Linked DNA regions of Mus musculus: region 1 is linked to region 2. The links are chromatin contacts, called in public HiChIP or PLAC-seq maps. All regions are on one chromosome and are shown on one strand. Each heading gives the region's core, a stretch centred on a gene start, on an enhancer-like site or on the middle of the called end of the contact. The rest is flanking DNA. Distances are from core to core; before and after follow the strand shown. Region 1 has its middle 20 kb from the start of Gm41046. Region 2 has its middle 130 kb from the start of Gm36703.

Region 1 (6,395 bases), core at 1,675-4,174, 430 kb before region 2:
ATACCACACACAGACATACAGACACAGACACACACACAGACACACACACACAGACACACACACACAGACACACACACACACACACACACACACACACACACACACACTCCACCACAACCAAACAAGAAACAAACAACAAAAAAAGAGGAATGAACTTGGATTTGCTTCTAAAATTTCAGAGAAGATCTAAATTCTATGATGCCAGCTTTCTTAAAAGCAAAACAAGTAACTCTTACTTCTTGTCACCTCTTCCTGGAGCTCTGATACCAGTGGATGGAACACAATATGCTGGGATGAGGTCCAGGGAGCCATGATGGAGGAGGACCTGTCTCCCTCATCAACTGCATGGATGCTCATTTCCCCACACATATTTATTTAAGCCTCTCTAAATTTATTTTATTTTATTTTTTACATGCGCTTTGATCATTGCTCAAGGGTGACTTTTCCTTCTTGGTACTTCCTTGAATTAGGAGCACATTGGTCTATTGAAACAATTCTATGATACTGCTCAATTTTTGAAGATCTCTCTCTCTCTTAAAGATTTTGTGTATGTGAGTACAGTGTTGTTCTCTTGAAACACACCAGAGGAGGGCATCGGATCCCATTACAGACCCCATTACAGATGGTTGTGAACCACCATGGTTGCTGGGATTTGAACTCAGGGCCTTTGGAAGAACAGTCAGTGCTCTTAACCACTGAGTCATCTCTCCAAGCCCCTGGAGACATCTCTTACACTCTCCTCCATTCATTGCTCTCTATTCAATGGGAGAGAATTCGAGTTCTCCTTTTCATCAAAAGTGTTAATCTGATGTCTTCTGCATAAGCCAGCAAACAAAGGGAATTTATTATAATGTCAGAGGCATCCCTGATAGTAAAGGACTACTGCAGCCATACTACCCTAAGTGCTGGTGATTGGGGAATATGACATAGTAGGGTTTAGACTTCACATGCTGGGTGGGGTGTTTTTGTGTCCTTCTTTATGTTCTCCCAGCCTGCTGTTTGACTGTGGTCTTGGCTATGAATGCTCTATGCAGTTGTGATGCATGGGCTCCCTCCGGCCGGTGTATCATACAATCTTTGGTTGCTGATATGGAGTTTCAGGCTGTGGCAGATCTGACTTCTGCCTCGTGTTCACACTGGAAATGTGAGCAGATTAGAGCCACATAGGGCAATAATGGGAGTAAGTGTATCATTATGTCTGACCTACATCCTTCAGGAAGGTATACCAGAAGCCATTCCACAAAGAAGCTCACAGTAGCCCAGGAGGAAGGATCCTTGGTTGTCCATATCCAGTAACCAACCTAGTTGAAGACCCTATGATTGGCCCTATTTTAATTTGTCTGTTTCTCTACTTGTTTCCTCAAATCAATTCCAAAAATAAGGCATCTTCTCTCATCTGGGCTCTGCTTCTGGGAAGAACCCAGACTAAGCTAATTTAAATCAGCTTCACTCAGTTGCATTTTTCCTCTTAAATTCGGAGATGTTTGGAAACTATTTGCAAGTCTTATAAAGTACACACTAAATAAAGATGGCATGAAAAACAAGTAAACAGGAGTGTACCCCGCATGTTGTATATAAAGGCTCTATAAAGTAGGAATTGTTCTGTGAATTAGACTTTCCCCGTTCTTCGGTTGGGAGACAGACTCAGACAATTGCTTGGTTTTGTAAAAACACGTCTCCGTGATTCTACAGCTGTGCTTAGAGAGTAACTGAATAGTAATGTTTTGATCATTGCTCCACAGATGGTGAGGCCCCAGAAGACACATGTCTCTTCTGTAGAGGGGCAATGCAGGAAGTGTGGGTGTATCAGTGGGCTCTGAGTACTTTGGGATGCATCTGTGTGGGGACCTAAATGAGTGTTTCTAGTCTTTCTTTAAAATGTTTTTTTTTTTTTAAATTTATGTGTCTATGTGTGTGTGTCTGCACACACATGTACATGTGGAGGCCAGCAAGGGTGTCAGACCCCCCTGAGGCTGGAGTTATAGATGGTTGTAGGGTACTCTACTTCGATGGATGCTAGAAACCAAACTTGGGTTTTCTCAAAGAGCAGATAGTGCTTTAAACCAAGGAACTCTCTATCTCTGTATTCCCATATTTATTTATTTTTTACAAGGTGTCAATACCAATGTAATAACCTCAAATATCATAGTCCTTGGGTCACAAATAGGAAAAAAAGCTTTTGGAAACAAAAAGTATTGGGTAACCAGTTTGGCACTGGAGATGGAGATCACATTTTTTTTTTTTTTTTTTTTTTTTTTTTACATCCCGTGCCCCTGGAAAGGTATTCAGTCATTCACCTGCTGGTTTCTGATAGAGGCAGAGCCTGAGTTCAGGCCTTTGAGTCCCTTCTCAGGGTCTTTCCAGATACTACACTGCCTTACCAGAACGGCCTTTCTGCTGAACTGGAGTCAGTGAGCTTTTCTCATGTGAAGGCCCAGGCAGTGAGCAATCCGGGCTGGGCAGACATGGGAGCTCTGGTGCAGCTCCTCACCTCTGCCATGGAGGGGAGTTGGTGTACAGGGGACTAATGTGAACGAGCGGGGATATGCTTCTGAAAAGACGCGGTCATAAACACAGGAGAGGGCCTGGCTTTGGCCAGTGGGTCACCCTTTGTTGGTCCAAGTTTCATAGTAACATACAGCAAGTTCTGCTTGGTGATCATCAACGAGGCCTTTGAATCTTAGAGAATTAAAGTCCCCATCCAGCCTGATGCTGAGAGCTACTATGACATGGTGGTCCCCGCAGGACCGGGCTTCCTTCCAGGTCTGCCTATGCACAGACTCTGAGCCAGCATCCAGGAGAGTGGGCAGGCCCTCTCTAGTTTCCAGAAGGAATCGACAATTCTCTTCCTGTGCAGATAAAGGAACAATTATACCACTGGGGACTTACTGGAAAGTGAAGCGGGCTCACCAGGAAGCAGCAGGAATTTGCTTCTCAGTCATTTTCTCCACAGTCTGGCCCCGAGTCTGCCAGACTGAGAAAGGTCAGCTGGGATCACTGGCAGACTTGGAAAACTTCCAGAACCTTCACTTGTGGGATGACACATGGGGGTTTGTCAATTTCCGTGGCCCACTTGGGACTTCCTGTGGCCCATCCAGTTACCTCATCCTCTCCAGGTTCAAACACATAAGAGTTTTATCCTCAGCCGCTCTGTCAGGGCGACACTGTTGTGACACTGTCTACAAATGCGACTTTCGAGTCCTTGACCCCTATGCCTTCTTTGCGGATTTCTTGTTGACGTTTGAGAAAGTCAGAAGCCATTGTCTTTCACAGAGGTCAAATCTAGGAGCTGAGGCGAAACCCGATGTCTATGCCAACGGGGCTGGATGTTTATCCTTGAGCTTATGTGCACGCATGCATGCACAAAGTTATGTGTGAATCTCAGCTCGCCCTTTAAATTAGGTCACCTTTTCCAAGGCCTCCACTCAGGGAAGGTCCTTGAGCAGCCTTGGTGCTCTTAAGTAGCCCAGGGACCGGGTCCTTTCTTGTTAATGTCACCCCCAGGTATCCTCTCCTCTTTTGTTTCTACCATGCAAATTTACCTCCCGGCCTGTTTCAAATTTCTGAGAGTCAACGACTTACAAAGGTGGATGGAGCCTTCAGTGGATTTAGTTATCTAAATCTTAAAAACTCTATTCCATGATTACCTACCTCAAAGCTTGACAGTCCACACCTGTCATTGGACCGGAGTTTCTTCGAGTGTAATGAAGCCTTCAGAATTGAAGTGGTTTTGGGAGACATGGGGGGAAGAGTTCTATTATTTTTACAGAGTGGCACTCTTCTCCCTGGAGATAAGAAGGCTGGGTCTGGTGTGAGGCTGGAAAAAAAAAGCAAAACAAAAAACAAAAAAACAAAAAACAAAACAAAACAAAACAAAAAAAAGAGAAGGGAAGGAAAGAATATTTGATTATTTCTTCATAAACCACCAATTCCTTTAGCACCTGGCTGTGGCTCCTGCTGCCGTGTGGAGAATATCAATGGCTTTAATATTCCCATCGTTGTGCCTTGGAATCAGTTGCCTGTCCTGCTGAGCTCTCTGAATTTCAGACCAGCGCCAGCCCTGAAAACCACGGCAGATGTAAGGGAAGTTTAGCCAGAATGCTCTCAGTTAAAGCCCGCCTCAACATTTCTCCTGTGCCCATGGGGTTTTAGCACACCCCTCTCCGCAGTCCCTTGATTGAGGGGCATATCCCTAAGTGTGCAGGTACTACATTAGGACATTTTCATAAAAATTTTTAATGGTCTATTTTGTTTGAATTGGGTCATTATTCTCAGTAGCATCACTGGCAAAGAACAACTCTTGAATATTAACTAGAAGGAAAGAGAAAACAATAACAAAGGCGAAACAAAAATCTCCAACAAGCCGAGTCCGGGAAAGGAAGCTGAGGTTAGGCTGGGTGTATAAATTTCATATGGCTCATGACCACAAGGTGGCGCTATGAAAACACCTCATTTCCAAACCCCGAAAAAGATACAAATAAGGAAAACACAATGAAAGAGCCTTTCGTGCAGAAAATAGTCTGTGTCAAGAGCGAGCCAGCAAAACGCATGCACCAGCAACGCCTGTGTAGTCTGCTGTATGCATGTGGATCCCGCCTGTAACCATTTTAAGGAGCAATGTTATAGGGAGTGGAAATTGGTATTTTTGCGGGGGAGGGTAGACATTTTATAATTGATACTTTTATAATTCAAACAGGAGCTTCAACATGTGTTAAATTTTTTACATTGATTATTAAATGCATTTCATCTCCCTGGCATCTTTGAAAGTGTGACATTTTAGACATCAGAATGATAGGCTAGGCTTTCTACCCCTCAACCCACTTCTATTCTACGTTGAGAGCTTGCACAGTGGGGGACATTTATTTAAAAACAATTAGTGCCCCATTAAGGGAAACATGAAGCCTGCGGGTCACAGATGTTCTCGGCTGCTTTGGGAAATTGTCATGTAGGAAGTTGGTAAATTAATACTCTGTGGAAAATAGTTCTGTCCTTTAGACATGTCGTCTGTTATGTGACTCCCTGATGTCAGTGCCACGTTATTTCCAGTGACTAGAGTCGTGGCAGAGTGTTCTGTATGTGCATAAGGCGTCCATTTGCCGACAGTGAGATGAAAAGCTGGTATTTCACAAGTTTGTACACGGAAGATGGGATGTTGCTATAATGGCTCGGACAATCTGGTTCCTGAAGGCAGGAGTGGAAAGTCGTCCAGGGGAACAAGCAGAGAAGCCCAGGGATTCGCATTGCTGAACTCAGAGCAGCCCTCTAGATCAGGAGATATGAGAGCATTTCCATTCCTACCATGAGGTCCCAAGAACTAACTCCCCTACGAGTGCCACACTACACGGCAGGAAATGGCATGGGGCCTTGTAGTTATTCTCTAGGGAAAAATTCAGGGATGTTAGAGGGAAATGTCTACACATCACAATTTGAATTTAGATAAAAATCTAATAAAACATTATGAATTACTTTAACAAAGAAAAGGAAAGAGACAATATAGAGAGCAGTGTGTGTATGTGTGTGTGTGTGTGTGTGGCTGGAAGTATTTTGTTGTTATTATGTGACAGAATCTCACTCTGTTGCCCCATCTGGTCTTGAGTTCATGGGTCCTTAAGATTCAGCAAACAAAGTCTCCGGGACTCCAGCCCAGCACTGCTGTATCTGACTGTGAGCTGGGTTTGAACCCGGGGCCTCCAGTGTGCCAAGCCTATACTTTACCATTGAGTTATACCCTGAGGGTGTGTGTATTTCTTTTCTCCTTCTTTTATATAATCTCATCACTTTGTCAGTCAAGCTGTCATATTTTCCCATCATCCACAGAGCAGGTGGCCAGGGGAAGGTCCCTGGTTTTCCCTCTAGCTGGGGAAAACCATACAGGTCGCTGATGAAAATTATGGCTGGGTTGATTCTTGGCTGACTCAATTACAGAGGCATTGCTCCAGCTGTAAATACAACTCATGATATAAAAATTATCCAGTCCCTACTTGGGGAAAAAAAGATGCTAATTAAAATATGAACCTCTAAGGAATGTTCCTTATTTAGATAACCAGTGTGTTAACTAAATTTGAGCCTGCAGCAATATAAACAGCTATTTCTGCTACTACTGCTATGAATTGTTTTGAAGTAGTCAACAGAACTGTATATTATTATTATACGAATCATATGTCTATTAGCTTGTAGAAAAGGTATATGGAAGGAAAGGTGTGTGTGTGTGTGTGTGTGTGTGTGTGTGAGAGAGAGAGAGAGAGAGAGAGAGAGAGAGAGAGAGAGAGAGAGGGAGAGAGAGAGAGAGAGAACTGTAAAGAAAGTAAAGTTTGCAATATACCCTGTCATACATTGGGCCAAGATAGCAGCTATTTCTGATACATATACACATTGTTCTTTTTATATGCCAATTC
Region 2 (7,316 bases), core at 2,610-5,109:
CAAAATCCTAGAGGAGGAAACACAAAAGACAAAGACAGAGAGAGGTATCAGGAGATACTGAATGTTACATGTAAGAATGTTTAAGAATAGAGGACATGAGTAAACCACTGGGAGAAAATGAGTTTAAAATATGAGCTCCCATCTGAAGGAGTTTCATGAAAAGTAAAAAGTTAGGTCCCTAGATAACTGTGACATTAAAGTCAGAAGCTAAAAGGTTCTGCAAGAGTGCCATACGAAACAGATCAGCTGTCAGAGAAAGAAACCAGGCTGCTTTTAAAGGTATGCATCCATGCTCTCCAAAGACAGCAGAAAAGTTAGCTGGGTGTATAGTCCAATGCCTCTTAATAGGAACATGTGTTTTCTTTATTTATACAGACAAATCGTATACAATGAGAATGAACTATTTATAACTATATGTAAATGAACACATTAATCTCATAAAATAATACTGGGTAAATGAAGTACTAGATGAAAGAATGTGCCAGAAAGGGGACATTAATGGAACTTTGGGGGGTGGGGGACACTGTCCTACTTCTTCACCTGCAGCATGGCATGCAACATTTTCACTCATTTTATGGAATTGACTGAATGCTACACTGACACACTGGATACAATATCAGCATACTATTAGAGAGACACCATCTAAAATGAGAGTGTTCAATGGATACGTGCTCCAATTTCCATTAACATTTAAAAATATTTCTATCAGAAACTTAATGGCAACCCCATGTGATATAACACAACTATAAAATGAGCAACAATGAAAGTGAAGGAGGAAGAAAAAAAGCAAGGAATGAAGGAGGGAAGGAAGGAGGGGGGAGGGAAGAGAGGAAGGAAGAAAGGGAGGAAGCAAGGAAGGAAGGATGGAAGAAGAGATTTTACCAGCAGAAAATGTAAAACAATCAAAGGCACAGAAAACAGAACTAAAAAATAACGTGGCAGCTAATACTCAAAATGTATCAGTCTTTACAATAAAATATAAATAGTTTAAACATAATTTTTAAGAAGAGCCCATTTTAGAAACTTTGAAATAAAAACATATCTACAACCCAGATCATATTTCCAAATTCCAAATACATTCTCTCATGAAAATAAGAAGTGGTCCTAAGAGAAATGAGAAGGACGAGGGATGCTGAAGGAGGGGCGCTAGAGGAAGGCAGGGTGCTCTCCTGGAGTTGTGGACAAGGTCTCTCTCTGATGGATGATGTCTTTGTTCCCATTTTGGCAGGTGTTGGGGGCCTAAGTGTTAGGCTTAAAGTCAGAATGATGCATATAATGTGGTCTCAGTTATGCTAGTGTTTAGGGGGGCCTGTTACACAATCATTGCTGGACTCCATTTTAACTTTTGTAGACATGTTGACAAAATGTGGGCCCATATGCACACTCTGAACTCCATTGACTAGAGTCTTTTTCTTTTTTTCATCCAGCCTTATGGGAGTAATGGGATTGGATGCTTTTTCTTATCCCCTTTTCATTGGACTTTAATGCGGAGTTTATATTGTCACTACAAATCAATTAGGTCTTCTGTTTTCAAAATTTTTATTTATAAAATTTCATAAAACAATTATCATTGCTTACTTATATCATTGCAAACATTTATTTACCTTCTCTCTGAGTATCTTTCCTGTTTCTGTGATTAAAATAATCCTGACACAAATAACTTAAGGGAGAAAGGACTTATTTGGCTCACAACTCTGGGTGACAATCCATCCTGACAGAGGAGTCATGGGGACAGGAGCTTGAGAGAACCAGTGACATCACATTCACTGTCACTAGCAGAGAACAATGAAGGCATGCATGCTAGTATTTGGTTTCCATTCTCCATTCTTATGTCATCCAGGATCCTCTGCCTAGGGAATGGTACCTCCTACAGTGGGTGGATCTTCTCATCTCAGTTAATGCAATCAAGATAATTCCCACAAACATGCTCAGATATAATCTTGGATTTCCTTAAGCCTTGGGCAAAGAAGCAAGCTCTTTGGGCAGCTCCTAATGCCATCTGATTGCCAATGTGCCAGGGTCTTTGTAAAAGAAACAAAAGCACATTTAGTCTCCATGACTCCAACCTTAGAGGTATACATATAAGCAGGGGTCTCTCCTTAACATACTAAATATTTCCAGCAGTCTGTCTACTCAAAAATTTTGGTATAAGTGGCTGGGTCTGACTCTCTTGCCTGGCCTTGGGACTGTTTCCCCACTTCTGGACCCCTCCTCCAGCTCCAATAGAGAAAATGCTCCTATCCTTACTGCAACTTGATGTGCCAAGTCTAGTTGACATCCATGGGGGGCCTCCCCTTTTCTGAAAAGAAAGGGAAGAGGAGTGGTTGGGGCTGAAAGAATGGAAAGAACTGGGAGGAGAGGAGAATGAAGAAAACACAGTTGGGATGTATAGAAAATTAATGAATGAACGAATTAATTTTAAAAAAGAACTTCACTATGGTTGACTCTGGGTTAAGTACTCTACAAAGGTAAATTGTGATAAAAAGCTTAGTCCCCAAGTAAGTATGTTGGGAGCTTGTGAAACGTTTCGGAAGTGGGGTATAAAGGGAGGCCACAGAGACAGTTCGTTGGTGTGGATTGTGTGACTCCAGCTTCTTTCTAACCTTCTCTTTAATGATGAAGTCTACCCTCATCATACATGTCCCTCTCACTAGAGGTTAAACCACCTGGTTCTGGAGTTGTGAACTAAGTAAATATCTCCTTTTAACTTATTAGTCTCGGGTGCTTCATCATAGCACTTCAAACATAATATTCATAAGCTTCTTATGAACAGAATGAGAACGTTGTCAACAGTAAATATATAAACATACTTTTACTTCTGCTAGTTTTGGGGAAATGAAATATTTGTCTCGTTGACCAAAATCAAGCTGGACATGATCTGGTCACCGCCATCTGCATTTGGAAGATAGGGAATGGAGTTGGTTGGATCCTACTAGAGCGTACACCATAGCCTGAGCCAGCGGCTGCACCTCGTGGATGAACTGTGCACATTCTTCCAGTAGAAGATGTAATTGAATATGACTGAGGTAATGAGGCTGAATATGTCAGCTTGGAGCCCTGCAAAGATGCAAATCACTGGCAACCTCAAGGCATCTGCTAACGTGTCAATCACCATCCCTACCGTGACCCACCTGGCCTTAAAATTGTTTCGCAGTTCTTTTATATTCTGAGACGATCAGTGTATTGCCTTAGAAACAAGATCGTGTCGAAATCTGTATTGATAGAATAGCTGATAATCTGAAAATAACCAACTATTTTTCTATAACCTGTCACTTTTATTTTTTAAAAAAACCTAGCATTATAATCTCAGGAATCCTATTTTTAGGTTTCAGATTCTGGCCTTGCTACTTTCAGTTGTATGCATGACCTTGAGCAAATCAATCACTAGTAGGGCTTGAATCTTGAACTCCCACACAGACTTCTTTGACCTTATTGTGAAGGTTGTGGGGTCTTTAGAATGCTGGGGTTGGCTGAAATAGTAAGTGCATATGTGTGTGTGTGTGTGTGTGTGTGTGTGTGTGTGTGGTGGGTTGGGATGGGGTGGGGTGTTGAAGGTACCAGCCTGTGCTCTCTCTATCCTGCCTGCAGCCCTGTGAGAGAGCCTTTTCCTATGTTCCCGAGGCCATGATTTCTTCACAGTGGAAGAGTGAAATCTCTTTTCAAGCATAAGAGGAAAACCCATTTTCTCCTTTAAATTTGTTTCTGTTAGGTTTCAGTCAGTGACAAAAACCTAGTATAATTACCTTTAGATGAGCTTAATTTTCCTCAATTGCAAATGTTCCTATTGGATTGAATTGGATGGCATACACAAAGTATTTAGAATAGTATCTGGAATCAGAGATGTGTTCAATAATGGTTCTCATTATGCAGTAATTAATTTCTTTGGTGTTTTGTTGACATCCTCTGGGACAATTCTATTTAAAGATCTGGTCTTTGTTCAATAAATGCCACCCTGTTTCCTAAATAAATTGAAGCCTGTAGGCCTTGAATATGAAATAACTCACACAAGCTGATTATAATTCAAGAGGTTAAAATTAGATTTAAACACAATTTTTGTTTCAGTGTCAAAGTGAAAAAAATCTTTTAGCTTTGCCTTATGCCTTAAGAGTCATCCATGAATAGCTGTTCTGAATGATTAAACATGGATGGACTCAGCAAGACCTTCCTGCCATGGAACGTTGTTCTCTTTTGCTGGAATGTTACAGTCCCAGCTCCTCCTGATGAGGGGGTAGCCTCTGAGCCAAGACTTGCTCCAGCATGGAAGACTGCAGGAATCAGATACCAGTGTCTCCATCACTGAGCTGACCTGGTAGATGTATGTATGAATTCATTCATATAACAATAGGTAGGTTATTACCAAGTGTCATTGGAGTTTAAGTTCAATGTGAGCCACAAATAACACCTGGGTTTTCATAAACCCGTGTATAGACACAATGGTACCTGTAACTAAAAGGGAAAATTAATTTTAAAATAAGAACTTTGCACAGTTTTCTTCCCACCAATTCATAAAAGTTCACAACCCATACTTTTACATTATATGTCATATAACTATTATAAAATATTTCCATCTCTTTGTTGAGAAGAAATCACATCTTCAGCTTGGTTACTAGTTAGGTGAGGAACTCGTTGACCCTTCTTGGTTAATCTACCAGTTTCTTCCTTGAGCTCCTTAGAGTCTGACCTTCAGCCTGCTGCCAGTTGTCATGGCCAACTGTGAGATTTCCTTCCTATAGGTCCAGCTACCCCTGAATAATTCTCATATTCTGAGTCTGTAGCTCTCTACTGTCATGCTTGATGGCCATACATTCGAGATATGGCTTACATTCCACCAAGTCAACTTACCTAATAGTTCCTTCTCCCTATGCATTTTTCTTTATTGTGTTGGCCAGGTTGTGAAGTCATCAAAAGTCTGTTTCTGAACATTCCCATTAGCTCACAGGAGACTCTACATTAGTGTTCAGTCGCTCTCCGTTGCCTTCCATCTCCAGCCCTGGTCCTAGACACCCAGTAAACAATGTTATCACTTCTGACACCACTCAATTCCACATTTCTTTCCAATGAATCATGCAGCATGAGGTATTTCTACTCCCCTAAACTTCTGTCCAGTGTTGTAGTTGGTATTATAAAAGTATTCGTTTTTATTGCTATATATTTTATTATATGGATGTACTACACTTTTAAAACTATATTCATGCATTGATGAACATTTGGCCTGTGTCCACTCTTTTACTATTTTGAACAATGCTTTTAAATGTTTTATTAGCATATATTGGTCTTCATAATCATTGGTTTCATTGTGACATTTTTCATGCATGTCCATATTTTGACCTTATTCCTTCTCAGTTATCCTCTCGCCCCCGTTTTGCTTCCACTGATCTTTCTCTTCTTAAGATGCTGTTATGAACATGAATATGTAAATGTTTAGGCAAATACATAATTTCTTCTCTGAGCTAGTGAATCTATGTTCAGTTACTTCAAGAATCATCAGCCTGTTTTCAAAGTGATAACGTTGTTGTAAACTCCCAACAGTATTTCAAGGTCTTACATCTTCACCAAGTTCTTACTATTTGTAGCTCTTATAGTAGCCCTAAAGTAAAATCTCATCATCATATTCATGTGTTTCTATCTTATAGTTTATATGTTACCTTTTAATTTGTTTTAAAGTCCTAAAGTAATTTTTATCTATGAAAATACTTCTAAACCCCGAACTGTCATTTAGAGGTAGGTTCATAAGTTACTTTATATTATTGCTAGATTTGTATACTTAAACAATGTTAAATATCATGTAGTTATTTAGCACAATTCCTAATAAATCAATATTTTATGATTAGCTTGGTGCTGCTCTCAGTTGTTGCTGTCATAATGTAATAATGAAATTCCTGGTTTGCAAAAAAGCCAGTGAACAACATTGGAAAACTTTGTTTAAAAGTTTTGAATGTTTTGAGCAGGATGAAAACATACTGCCAAAGAGTGACTGGAAAGTGCTGAAGGATCTGTAGCTCTGCGAGTATTCTAGAAGCACAAAGAAAGAAAGAAACCAAGAGGAGAGAAATACTAATAGTTACCTCCTATATAACAACTTATATTAATGGAAGTTGTTTTAGCGTAGCTTGCAGAACTTAGCAATTCAATGAGACGTTAAAACAGTTTTGATAAAAACTTCTTTGGCTACCACCAAGTAGGGAAACATTCTAGAATGATTAGTTTGTACAGCTATCAAAATGTGGATTTACATGGGGACGAATCATGTGTGTTCATTCTATAGCTGGAAAGTTTTAAAGGGCACTTAATGTTAGAGACAATGATGTCAATATCTGGAAAGACTTTTCTCAAAGTTCACAAGTAAAATCCCCGCTCACATGCACATACACACACACACACACACACACACACACACCAGATGCAATATCCCAGCTTTTAATTTTTTCTTTTATTTTTTGAGATTATAATTATAGCATTTTTGCTTTCACTTTCTCCCCCTAAATCCCCTTATAGTCCCTTCCTTCCTTTCTCTCTTTCAAATTTATGACCTTTTCCCATTAAATTGTTGTTATAAGCACATATGAATATACATATGTGTTCCTAAATATGTAAATATAACATGGTTCATCATAAAATGTTAATGGAAGTGTTTCCAGGGATGACCATTTGGTATTAGATAACCAATTGGTGTGCTCTTCCCTGGGAAAACTGCTTCTCCCACTCTCAGCATCCCTTACCTGCCTAGAGTGCGTTGTATAGGGTTGAGGTCTTGTGGGCTTTTCCCATCCATTTAAACAGTTTATTGTTGCTGTCCTTGTTCAGCTAATGTTAAAGTGAGAAGTTATGGAGGTTGCCTAAACATTAACTTGAGCTTCTAGGCTCTTAAATTTTTCATTAATGTGAATAAACTCAAATATTTGTAAGGGTTATCACTTGTGCTCAAATATGAAAGTATTATAAAATAGTCTTCACATCCATTCTGCATACTATTAGCACAGTGCATCAATGTAATATTCTGTACAGTATCCAAAATACATTATGCTGGAGGATTAGAAAGCTGAGTGTGGCCAGAAGTAGGACTGGAAATGCCCTTCTTTCATATGTGGGAATTGCTTTCACTTCTCCTTTATTGATATGAATAAGAGAAGAATAATGCAATTGCCAAATGATATTCCTGGGGCCACCTCATATGATCAAGCATAGTGGTTACTATTGAATATAACCTTTGGTGGGATTATGTTATTCATTCTCATTTGCCAGGATCAATCTTGTTTTAGTATCAGCTGAACTAGTGAGTCAAGCCAAAACAAAGGTAGGCACTACCCTGTACCAAT

Evidence for each region. HiChIP or PLAC-seq counts read pairs in DNA pulled down with a chosen protein or histone mark.
Region 1: an H3K27ac HiChIP or PLAC-seq map of VIP interneurons shows a contact between it and region 2, with 4 times the contacts expected there. The contact joins two enhancer-like sites. A contact is called at or near these places in 1 of 15 datasets of contacts at CTCF or cohesin (pro-B cells), 2 of 484 Hi-C or Micro-C datasets (embryonic fibroblasts and ventricular fibroblasts) and 5 of 115 datasets of contacts at active chromatin or transcription factors (VIP interneurons, embryonic basal ganglia, embryonic stem cells and 2 more).

What each region holds. Positions count from the first base shown.
Region 1 is chr13:102,643,085-102,649,479 of GRCm38.p6, reverse strand. No RefSeq gene overlaps it. Among named protein-coding and RNA genes, the nearest start is that of Gm41046, 20 kb to the left of the region's middle. Within about 2 kb of position 2,924, at least 64 of the 459 cell types and tissues checked have an H3K27ac peak or open chromatin away from gene starts, as enhancers often do. A contact at or near this core is called in VIP interneurons, where this site is marked.
Region 2 is chr13:102,214,379-102,221,694 of GRCm38.p6, reverse strand. No RefSeq gene overlaps it. Among named protein-coding and RNA genes, the nearest start is that of Gm36703, 130 kb to the left of the region's middle. Within about 2 kb of position 3,859, at least 1 of the 459 cell types and tissues checked has an H3K27ac peak or open chromatin away from gene starts, as enhancers often do. A contact at or near this core is called in VIP interneurons, where this site is marked.